2 separate regions of the Sus scrofa genome follow, and region 2 is linked to region 1. A link is a contact called in public HiChIP or PLAC-seq data. All regions are on one chromosome and are shown on one strand. The core of a region is the stretch at or near the end of the contact, and the rest is flanking DNA. Distances in the headings are between cores, read along the strand shown. Region 1 holds the start of RPL35 (ribosomal protein L35). Region 2 holds the start of HSPA5 (78 kDa glucose-regulated protein).

What was found. HiChIP or PLAC-seq counts read pairs in DNA pulled down with a chosen protein or histone mark.
Region 2: a contact with region 1 is called in an H3K27ac HiChIP or PLAC-seq map of alveolar macrophages. The contact joins the promoter of HSPA5 here to the promoter of RPL35 in region 1. A contact is called at or near these places in 1 of 5 promoter capture datasets (fetal liver) and 1 of 2 datasets of contacts at active chromatin or transcription factors (alveolar macrophages).

Annotation. Positions count from the first base shown.
Region 1 is chr1:265,639,961-265,645,436 of Sscrofa11.1, reverse strand. It overlaps RPL35 (ribosomal protein L35), which reads left to right and starts at 3,159. Exons shown (of 4, transcript NM_214326.2): 1 at 3,159-3,185; 2 at 3,652-3,788; 3 at 4,898-4,979. The coding sequence starts at 3,183.
Region 2 is chr1:265,931,498-265,936,973 of Sscrofa11.1, reverse strand. HSPA5 (78 kDa glucose-regulated protein) reads left to right here and starts at 2,015. Exons shown (of 9, transcript XM_001927795.7): 1 at 2,015-2,124; 2 at 2,206-2,425; 3 at 2,511-2,742; 4 at 3,142-3,279; 5 at 3,768-3,880; 6 at 3,972-4,362; 7 at 4,496-4,733; 8 at 5,040-5,207. The coding sequence starts at 2,304.

The DNA of each region.
Region 1 (5,476 bases), core at 1,910-4,409:
TTCCTGCACCGGAGGAGCCCCTGGCTCTGGAAGGGGCGAGGGCGTGCATGGTCGGGGACTCTGGGTGTCATCACTGTCCAGATTGAGGGGGCATGGGTCACCGGGAGAAGAGACCCAGCGCTGCCTGCCGAGTGCTGGATAGGTTTCTTGGAGAAGAAACCTATCCAGCTGAGGCCTGAAGGATGAGTAGTAGTTCTTGTGCCCAGGGAGTGACGTAGGGTTAGGAGAACGTATGGTCTCAGATTTTAGGAGTTTCGGACGCTACCTTACTGAGCTTAGAGGAGGTTGCTTTTGCCTTACTGTTGTAGTGACTCTTGTTAATGTACTGGGAGATTTTAAAGACGTTTAAAGTGTGTCCAGGGTGCTGACAAGACAGTGAAGGCATTTGGACCTCAGTATTCTGAGCCCTGCGCGTGAAGCAGTCACCTTGACCGAGGGGGAGGTGGGCAGGGATAGGGAGATGGCCCAGTGGCCACCCTTCTTGCGGAGGGCGAGGTCTTGGGGCCTGAGAAGTCTTGTCTGGCTGGAGCAGTAAGGGTCTCCCCAGTCTGAGATGGGGAAGGTTGAGCAGAGCACAAATACGGCAGAGTCAAGTGCTACTCTGTGGTGCGTGGGCTGTTGCTTGAGGGGTTCTGTTAATGAGCCTTAGCCTTAGACTACATTGGGTCTTCGTTTTCATATGATAGTACTCTTTTTTAATGAAGACCTGTAGTTAGTGAAATGACCCGTTTCATTGCTTCAAATACTTCTCATGAACTGTCTCTACAGATCAAAAAATTTTGCCAGACTAGGATGCTATCTAGGGTGTTAAAGACAGACTCCAACAGGAGTTCCCTGGTAGCTCAATGGGTTAAGGATCCAGCAGTCTTACTCCTGTGGCAAGGCTTCTATCCCTGGCCTGGGTACTTCCGCATGCAAAACAACAGCAAAAGACTCCTACAGTGGGATAGGTGCTGAATAAAAGTCCCAGGGGTCCTGGAAAACTTGCCTTTCAGCTCCATACCTTGAAAGAAATCTGTGTGACTCAGGCCACAATACAGCAGAAATTCATATTCCCAGAACATCCTGATCAGAAGGAACTTTAAGCCAGAAATGCTCACTTTTACAAGTAAGGAAAAAGCCCCCAAATAAACTGGTGAATGAAATAATGTCACTGGTTATGATCGTGGATTTCCATTCCAGTCAGGGAGGCAGAATTTTCAAAATCCATAGGATTCTATGTCAGGGATAACTGGTTGCTGAGGGGAAAAAAAAAAACCATGCAGTTCCTGAGAATACCTTAATGGTCAAGAGGTGGCCCTGAGGAGGTGACACTTAACAGGGACCTGAAGGAAGTTAAGGAGGGAGCCAAGCAAAGGTTCAAAGGCAGGGCAAGCTTGGTGTATTCCAGAAACAGTAAAGCCACACTGGAGCAGAAGAGGGAGAAGAAATGAGATGGAAGGGAGGTGGGGGCAGGAGCTGCTGTAGGGTGAGGCTTTGTAGGCTGAAGAAAGGATGTGGTCTTGACAGGCCCTTGAAATTCTGGGCAGAGCAGTGACACAATTTGACTCAAAATTGAAAAGGGTCCTTCTAGCAGCTGTACTGAGAACACATGGAGCAAGAGCCAAACTGGTGATTTAAGAGATGACACCAGTGGTCCCAGTGACAGTGGTGGCTCAGGCCTGGCAGGTGCCAATAAGAGAAATGGGATAAGTTTGGGTATTTTGAAGATAAAGGCTGTAGAATTTGGAAATGGATTGGATGTGGCATATAACAAACAGTAGTCATAGATGGCTTCAAGTTCCAAAAAGATGTACACAATCATTAACAGAACTATAAGCATTTAGAAAAACAGGACAGCCAAGTTCCTGTGCACCATTCAACTTCCATGTAAAACTAATCCTTACCAGCACTGTCCTCTGCCCTCTCTTCCCTAGTTCCCTCCACTTCCTGGAAGTCTTGCCTCATTGTGGTCTGAGGCAATGCTTCTTAATTCAATTCATCCAACAAGTATTCATGTGCTGGGCCTGGAGTCTAGAAAAAATAAACCAGGTGTTCGCCATGGTTCTGCCCTTGGGGAACTAACTTCCAGGCTGGCTGTGGAGATAAACACATAACTTTCATTTTAATTCAGTGTGTTTGGAGCTAAAGAGAGGATTGCACAGAAAGCTTCAGACACAAGCAGAGGCTCCCTGGAGGTGACACCTGACAGCAACAGGGGGCAACCTGGCTTTAATGAGAGCTCTAAGACATGCGGATGAGTCTTTGTTAAGGGCAGTAGAGTGACACTAGAGCACTGACTGATACACATTTGCTGGTTGGAGCAACGATAAAACTGTCCAGTTAGAAAGCTTGATCACTTTCCCTTCCCTTTAGCTTTCAGGGCCCCCTCAAGTGTTCATTAAACTGGGAGCATTAATATGGATAATACTTTGAGCAATTGTTACACATCAGGTCTTGGACTAGAGTTTTACATGTCATTTTCCTGATCCTCACAAATACCACACTTCACAGGTGAGAAAACTGACACTCAGGGGAAGGGATTTGATTTGCCTAGAGTCTCAGCTAGCTCCAAGCAACAGAGTAAGAATTTGAAACCGGGTCAGGTTCACTAAAAAAGCCATGACTGCTCTTGACCTTACCACTGGCTGCCTCCACTAGAATATTTATGCAGTTGGATTATACCTGTCTGACCCCGGTCCTCCCCGCCCACCTTGAAGTTCAAGTTCCCTCAAGGGAGGGGGGCCATGTTAATTCATCTTTGAAAACCCCAACCTTCATCCCCTATATTCCGGAACACTGGTTCCTAGCTGGAAGTAGTGCAGACTGGGCGATCAGCAAAGATTTACCGAATGAATGAATGAAGAAATAAATGAATCCGTCTTCACTCTGCCATCTCTGGCAAATTGCCCCTCACCCCAGGCCTCGCTTACCCCACTGCGTTGCTCAGGGCATTAGACCAAATCTAAGGAAGAGGCGAGCACTGCTGGGCGGGGCTCCGGCTCCCCGGAGCAGAGCTGGACTAACTTTACCACTCATTACTCGCGGCGCGCCAGTAGGGCTGGAAGTAGCAGGGAGGAGCTGGAGCTCCCCGGCCGCGGAGCCACTGGCCACGCCCACCGCTACCCGGCAGTAGTTGCCGAGGTCAGCCCCGCCTCTTCCTCTTTCCCTCCAAGAAGGCGGCGGCGGCAGCTTGCACAGCCATGGTGAGGGCCGGGGTATCGGGTGCCATCTGCGCGTTGTGGGGCTCGGGGGCTGGGGTGGGGGCCGCGAGGCGAGTCCTGGGAGCTCATCTGCCAGCCTGGCCTGTGGGACGCTGTGCGGAATGGCCTAGCATCGCCCCAGCCGGCTTCTCGCCTTCCACCAGAGGCCTGGGCCCGGAGAGGTGCTCGTTGCCTGGGCCTCTGTCTTTCCTTCTGCGGAATAGGGGTGGCAGCCCGTCTCGAAGCAGGCCTGGGCGAGACCGCGTCTGCTGGAGCCTGGGTTGCCCTGCCCAAGGCGCGGTCGTGCAGGCCCTCCAGCGCACCCTTGGCCCAGTGCGAGGCGCGCGCCCCGAGGGGCTGATCACGACGCGGGAGGAGGGGAGGACGGGAGGTGGAGGCCTCGGTAAGCGGCCGTGGGGCAGACGGCCCTGCAGGTGTTTGACCAGACTTTACTCTTTCTTGCGCGCAGGCCAAGATTAAGGCTCGAGACCTTCGGGGCAAGAAGAAGGAGGAGCTGCTGAAACAACTGGAGGACCTGAAGGTGGAGCTGTCCCAACTGCGCGTCGCGAAAGTGACAGGCGGGGCGGCTTCCAAACTCTCCAAGATGTAAGTGACGGATGTTCAGACCACGGCCCTCTGGGTGTGGGGGATACAAAAGCATTGGGAGCGTTTTAAGTGCCTATTGCATGGATCTGTGGGTGGGAACATCACGCCCTTTCTAGCCATCCTCTCCCGGCTCCCCTTGCTCAGGCCGAGGCGCCTGGAGACCCGCTGCCTTTACCTGCATTTGACCCTGTGGTCCTTTTGCCTGACACCTCCTTGGGCCTGTCTGGCTGGGGAAAGAACTGGCTGTCCCTGAAGACCTGTTTTAATGCTGCCTCCGAATATCTAACTGGAGCCCATTCTCCTACCTCCTACCAGCACTTGATTTTTGTCTTATCTCTCCTCACTTGGTTGCACCTCTTACTTGAGTTGTAGTGTAGCTGCTGTATGTGGAGCAAAAACCAAGCCTCGTGAAAGGAACATGGGTTTGGAGTTAGTCAACTTGGGCATAAAAATTCTGCTTCTGCCACATCTAACCTTCTGGACAGGTTGCCTGATCACTAAGGGTTTTTTCCCTTTCTATAAAATGGGTCCCCAGTAATTTTCTTATGTTAGTGTGCAAGCAACTTCTGTGGATCCTCAAGAGCGGTTTACCGTTAACTGAGTGGCCCTCATCCTGCTACATGCCTCATATTCAACATGATTAAAAATTCGCTTATCCAGCCTGTTCCTCATTTCAGCCTCCCCACTCATCCACCCCATCCCTAGCATTTCTGTTTCTCAGATGTCTCATTTTCCCTCCCAAGTGGCTCCTCCTATGACCCCCTGAACTGAACTTGGTTGCCCAGCTTGTGGCATGAGTCCCTCCAGTCAGCTCATTCAAATCAACATTGATTAGGTCTTCTTTATAGATTTCAGGATGTATGACCTGGGGTGGAATGTCTTTCCTGATCTGCCCTCCACCTCTTCTCATTAAGCCTCCTCAATGAACACTTCACAATTCTGCAAAAGCACTAGATATGTCAGCCATTCCCCTGTCCCCACACCTGGGATGCCCATGTATTGTCTCTTTAGCCTCCAGAACACCTTCCTCCTGAGATGGATGAAAATGGGGGAGCTGGTGGGGAGTGCTGTGTGCCTTCCCCATCTTCACTGATGTCTCTGTTTTGTAGCCGAGTTGTTCGCAAATCCATTGCCCGCGTTCTCACCGTCATCAACCAGACCCAGAAAGAGAACCTCAGGAAATTCTATAAGGTTAGTAGGGAAGGGAGGGTGGTGCTTGGCTACAAGGAGCAAAATTCCAGCTCTTCTTTGGCCAGCGGAGCAGTTTGGTAAGCTTCTCTACACAGGTGCTCAGAACGGGGCTTTCCAGAGCCTTCTCAGCTTTTTTGGTATGCCTTCTGACTAGTATATGGCAAGCAGACTGCATTTCCTTGGGGCTGCAGTTGTCAGGTACTCAAAGATGTGGGAGTCTTGCTAGAAACTTGGGGGTGGTGGGCGATTTGTTTTTTAGGGCCATACTTGTGGCATACGGAAGTTCCCAGGCTAGAGGTGGAATCGGAGCTACAGCTGCCGGCCTGTGCCACAGCTCATGGCAACGCCAGATCCCCAACCCACTGAGTAAGGCCAAGGATTGAGCCCGTATGCTCATGGATACTAGATTCACGTCTGCTGGGCCACAATGGGAACTCCCAGAAACTTGGGGTTTTGAATAAAATCTCACCAGTGTGATGAGTTTAAGGAGTTTGAGA
Region 2 (5,476 bases), core at 766-3,265, 290 kb before region 1:
ACATACATATAAAATATATATAAGAATCCCTAATATTTTGTTTTTTAAAAGATACTACAAACACCAATATACTCAATTCCCTTTGGAAGTTAGCCAAATATCATTTTTCTAAATCTTAGAAAAAGGGGAGTTGCAAAGGTTACTCCATCAATCAAAGATGAAGCTGAAATTGAGAGCTCTTTTTTTTTTTTTTCTTTTCTTTTTTGGCTGCCTCATGGCATATGGAGTTCCCAGGTCAGGGGTCAGATTCGAGCTGCAGTTTGTGACCTAAGCTGCAGCTGTGGCAACACCAGATCCTTAACCCACTGTGCTGGTCCCAGGATTGAACCTGTGTCCCAGTGCTCCCAAGATGGTGTCAATACCGTTGTGTCACAGTGGCAGCCTCTTAAGAGCTCTATTTTTAATGGATATGGATTATGATATACAGAGAAAATTTGCTTGAAATTATATGTAGCTGTAATGTGGCTGAATGGTGATTTCTGCTTGATAAGTGGACTGATGCAACCTGAAGAAGGGTCAGTGTTACAGCACTGTTACAAACACTGTTGAAAGAGATGGATGATGTAACATCTATAGCACGAATGGAGTCAACTCTGAGTCACCAGTATAACCTTTGAGGAGCACTAAAGGAAAAAGGAAAATTCTTGAGTGCTGACTCCTCCACTCAGAATCTTAGTCAACTGTGTGTAAGATTTTTCGGTGTTATTTGGATACAATATTGCACATACCAATGAATCTCAAGAAACCATTTAGTGTAAAAAATTACTGGAGTAATTCCTGACTCTAAGTCTCACAAATTTTCTGTAAGCATCTCAAAACAGTTTTTATGAGGCCTTTGGCCTGTCTCCGGTAGGTCCTCTAAAAACATTTGTTGAATGAATGAACTTAATTTTTAAATTGTTAAGGGCATTGGTTAATGAGGGCAAATTGATTGGTTACCAATCCTAACTCTTATCACTAACCAGTTCTATCACATTAAACCAGTTAATCTCTTTTGATCTAAATTTTCTCATCTGGAAAATGGGAAATGCCAATTATTGAACTATAAGGACCAATTCACACAGGAAACAGAATAATGCTTGGCACATAGTAAGCCTGAAGTAAATAGTAGCCTTTATCTTTTTTGCTACAGAATGTTATACAAGGTATTATGAAGATGTCTTTGCCTAACAAATACGTTTAAGTACAATCAGACCTCTTCCAGGCAGAGTGAAGGTGGTAAGGCATAAAGGATGAGCAAGGCCTTGCAAATCATAACCTGAGCCACAAAGGGAAACGATGGGCAGGGAAGGGGAACACAAGGGGTGACAAGTTAGAAAAATGACACATCCCCGGATGGCATTAGTAAGCTTTTCAGGAGAGAACTGCCACCGTGGGGAGGGGATTCAGGGCTGGGAGTCAATTACTTTGCCCAGGCCCGTCCTGAGACTTACAAAGGGGCAAGGCAATGTACAGAGGCCTGGAAAAGACAAAGATAGCGGCCGTGGGGCTTGGACATTCTACTGCCGGTTGTGGCTATGAAAGGGCAGAGAAATTTGTCCTGAGGCGATTCAAAGCCTCTACGCTGACACTTTCCTGCCTGGAATGGGATGGAGGCCAGGAGGAGGAAGAGCCGCATCCCTCGGGACGGACGGAGGAAGGGCAAGCCACCGGGCAAGAAAGGGGCAAAAGGCTTAAGTCCCACCGCCTCGGGGGAATCAAGCATGCTGGACCGGCCGCGGCCCCTCAAGGCCCAGCGTAGAGGAGGGACTTCACCAGTTACCGGCGGAAACAGCCTCGGGGTGAGAGGTCGCGTCACGGACAGGCAGTTGCGAAACCAATGGGGCCGGAGCACCGGGCGGATGTTGCCTCCCATTGGTGTTTGTTGGGCGCGCCCAGCAGCCAATGAGTCCACCCGGGGGGCGTAGCTGTGACGTTAATTGCGGAGGAGGCCGCTTCGAATCCGCGGCGGCCAGCTTGTTGGCCTGGACCAATCAGTGGCCTCCAACGAGCAGTGCCCTAGCCAATCAGCGGCCTCCACGACGGGGCTGGGGGGAGGGTATATAAGCGGAGCAGGCGACGGTGCGGTCGACGCTGGCCAAGACATCACAGACGCATCGAGTTGGCTTTCCGTGTGTGTGAGAGGTAAGTGCCGCGGCCTGCCTTTCCAGACCTGCCAATTGCCTTGTCCCCTCTCCTCCTGATTTCGGGCCCTATTGTCCTCAGCTCGGTAACGTTGGTGCGCTCCGGTGGTGCGGCTTGTGATCGGTTTGCTTGCGAAGCCCTGCCTGCTGACTGACTGACTGGCCGACGGCGCCCGCAAGATGAAGCTGTCCCTGGTGGCTGCAGTGCTGCTGCTGCTCGGCGCGGCGCGGCCGGAGGAGGAGGACAAGAAGGAGGATGTGGGCACGGTGGTCGGCATCGACCTGGGCACCACCTACTCGTGGTAAGTGGGGTTGGTGGAAAGGGGAGAACGGGGCGTGGTTTCCTGAGCGTCGTGGTGCTGATTGCTGCCTCGGTTTTTCCGCCAGCGTTGGGGTGTTCAAGAATGGCCGTGTGGAGATCATCGCCAACGATCAGGGCAACCGCATCACGCCGTCATATGTGGCCTTCACTCCTGAAGGGGAGCGTCTGATCGGCGATGCAGCCAAGAACCAGCTCACCTCTAATCCTGAGAACACGGTCTTCGACGCCAAGCGGCTCATCGGCCGGACATGGAATGACCCGTCTGTGCAGCAAGACATCAAGTTCCTGCCTTTCAAGGTTCGACTGGGTTTTCTCATCTAGATAGAAAGTGGGTGGTGGTGGGAGTATTTAAGAAGTTCCTGAAAAACGGTGCAGAGACTATCAAAAAGGGTACAGACATAATGTGTATAATAGAAAGTTTTGTTTGATAGTTTTAATGTGTTACAGAACTTAAGACAATAAGGTTGGCAAAGAAATGTCATGTAACTGTTTTGTCCGTAGATAGTGGGGGAATTAAGAGACTTATTAAAACCGAAGAGGCTTGAAATTGTAAGGCACCAATACTCCTGAAGTATTCGGTTCCAGGGGACCAAAGTCAACCAAACTATGGGAGGAAGTGGGTCTCAGGCAATCCTCTTTTTAGTTGGTAATGGCAGTGCTCCTAGTTCTGAAAATAATAGTTATTCTTTAAAATAGGTGGTTGAGAAGAAAACTAAACCATATATTCAAGTTGATATTGGAGGTGGGCAAACAAAGACATTTGCACCAGAAGAAATTTCTGCCATGGTTCTCACTAAAATGAAGGAAACTGCTGAGGCTTATTTGGGAAAGAAGGTCAGTATTTCTAGAACAATGTTGAGTTTTACTATTACTATTCTTGATTTGTATTGTTGTATAGATGCCTTTATCATTTAAAAAATCTGAATGACATCCATGTATATCAATTTTGATTACTTGCATACTTTACTATTGGCTAAACAAAAAGATAGGGACTTTTCTTGTGTTATCACTTCATCCTTACATGGGTATAAAATTAAATATACCACTCTCTTCACCTTTCTAAAAGCACTCAGAGGGCCTTTTGATAATGACCCACTGAGCCGTCAAGAAAGGGCAGAGTGAAAACACCACTTTTGGGTGAAGCGGCAGCATGTTGTGTTGTTTTGTTTCAATCAGTGGTGTGACAAGAGGAAAAAAAAGATATATATATATTTATCAGTCTTAAATATGAACTTTTTTAGAAACTAAAGTGGTGGTTTGACTAACTTAAGGGTTAAACCGTGTGATAAAGTCCATTTAATTACCTTTTGTTATCCTTTTAGGTTACTCATGCAGTTGTTACTGTACCAGCCTATTTCAATGATGCCCAACGCCAGGCAACCAAGGACGCTGGAACTATTGCTGGGTTGAATGTCATGAGGATCATCAATGAGCCGTAAGTGTTAATTCAAAAGTATGGTATATTTACCAAATAGGAAAATGGCAACATAACTAAGCTTCCTTTTTTTTCTTCATTCTCCTAACAGTACGGCAGCTGCTATTGCTTATGGCCTGGATAAGAGGGAAGGGGAGAAGAACATCCTGGTGTTTGATCTGGGTGGTGGAACCTTTGATGTGTCCCTTCTCACCATTGATAATGGTGTCTTTGAAGTCGTGGCCACTAACGGAGATACTCACCTGGGTGGAGAAGACTTTGACCAGCGTGTCATGGAACACTTCATCAAGCTCTACAAGAAGAAGACTGGCAAAGATGTTCGGAAAGACAACAGAGCTGTGCAGAAACTCCGGCGCGAGGTAGAAAAGGCCAAACGGGCCCTGTCTTCTCAGCATCAAGCAAGAATTGAAATTGAGTCCTTCTATGAAGGAGAAGACTTCTCTGAGACCCTGACTCGGGCCAAATTTGAAGAGCTAAACATGGTATGTTTTGTTTTCTTTTTTTTGCTTTGCTAATGAGATCTAGTTAGACTTTCTGAGGTTGGGACAATGCATTTAGGTATTTTGATTATACCTGAGTATGACAGACAGCATCACCGTAATTGTCTTTTTCTAGGACCTTTTCCGTTCTACCATGAAACCTGTCCAGAAAGTGCTGGAAGATTCTGATTTAAAGAAATCTGATATTGATGAAATTGTTCTTGTTGGTGGCTCTACTCGCATCCCAAAGATTCAACAACTGGTTAAAGAGTTCTTCAATGGCAAGGAGCCATCCCGTGGCATAAACCCAGATGAGGCTGTAGCTTACGGTGCTGCTGTTCAGGCTGGTGTACTCTCTGGTGATCAAGATACAGGTAAGTCAGTGTCACAGCATCCTCTGTGTTTCAGTAGCTTGATTGGAAGAATATAATTAGATTTTGCTTTAGAAATAATAGAATATGAGCAGCCAAGGTCACACAGTTAGTAAAGGATACAGTGAGGACAAGACCTGGCACGGTCTCAAGATTGTTAGCAGCTATATTCATAGCTTCTAAAATGACTTTGCAGAGAACCTGTCCAAATGGCAAGGCGAAGATGAAGTTGTACTGCTTACGAGGGGACTGCTATTACTTCTATGACTCCTGAATTAGAACTTAACCTTGATTAACCTTCCTTTGCAGGTGATCTGGTCCTGCTTGATGTATGTCCCCTTACACTTGGTATTGAAACCGTGGGAGGTGTCATGACCAAACTGATTCCAAGGAACACTGTGGTGCCCACTAAGAAATCTCAGATCTTTTCTACAGCCTCTGATAATCAGCCAACTGTTACCATCAAGGTCTATGAAGGTAATTGCTTAAGTTTGTTATTACCGTGGTGTTTTTGAAGAGCTTGACTTTTTTGTTGTTGTTGTCTTTGTATCTTTTGAGGGCTGCACCTGCGGCATATGGAGGTTCCCAGGCAAGGGATCTAATTAGAGCTATAGCCACTGGCCTACACCAGAGGCACAGCATTGCCAGATCCAAGCCACGTCTGCGACCTACACCACACCTTACGGCAACGCCAGATCCTTAGCCTGGTGAGCGAGGCCAGAGATCGAACCTGTAACCTACCTCAT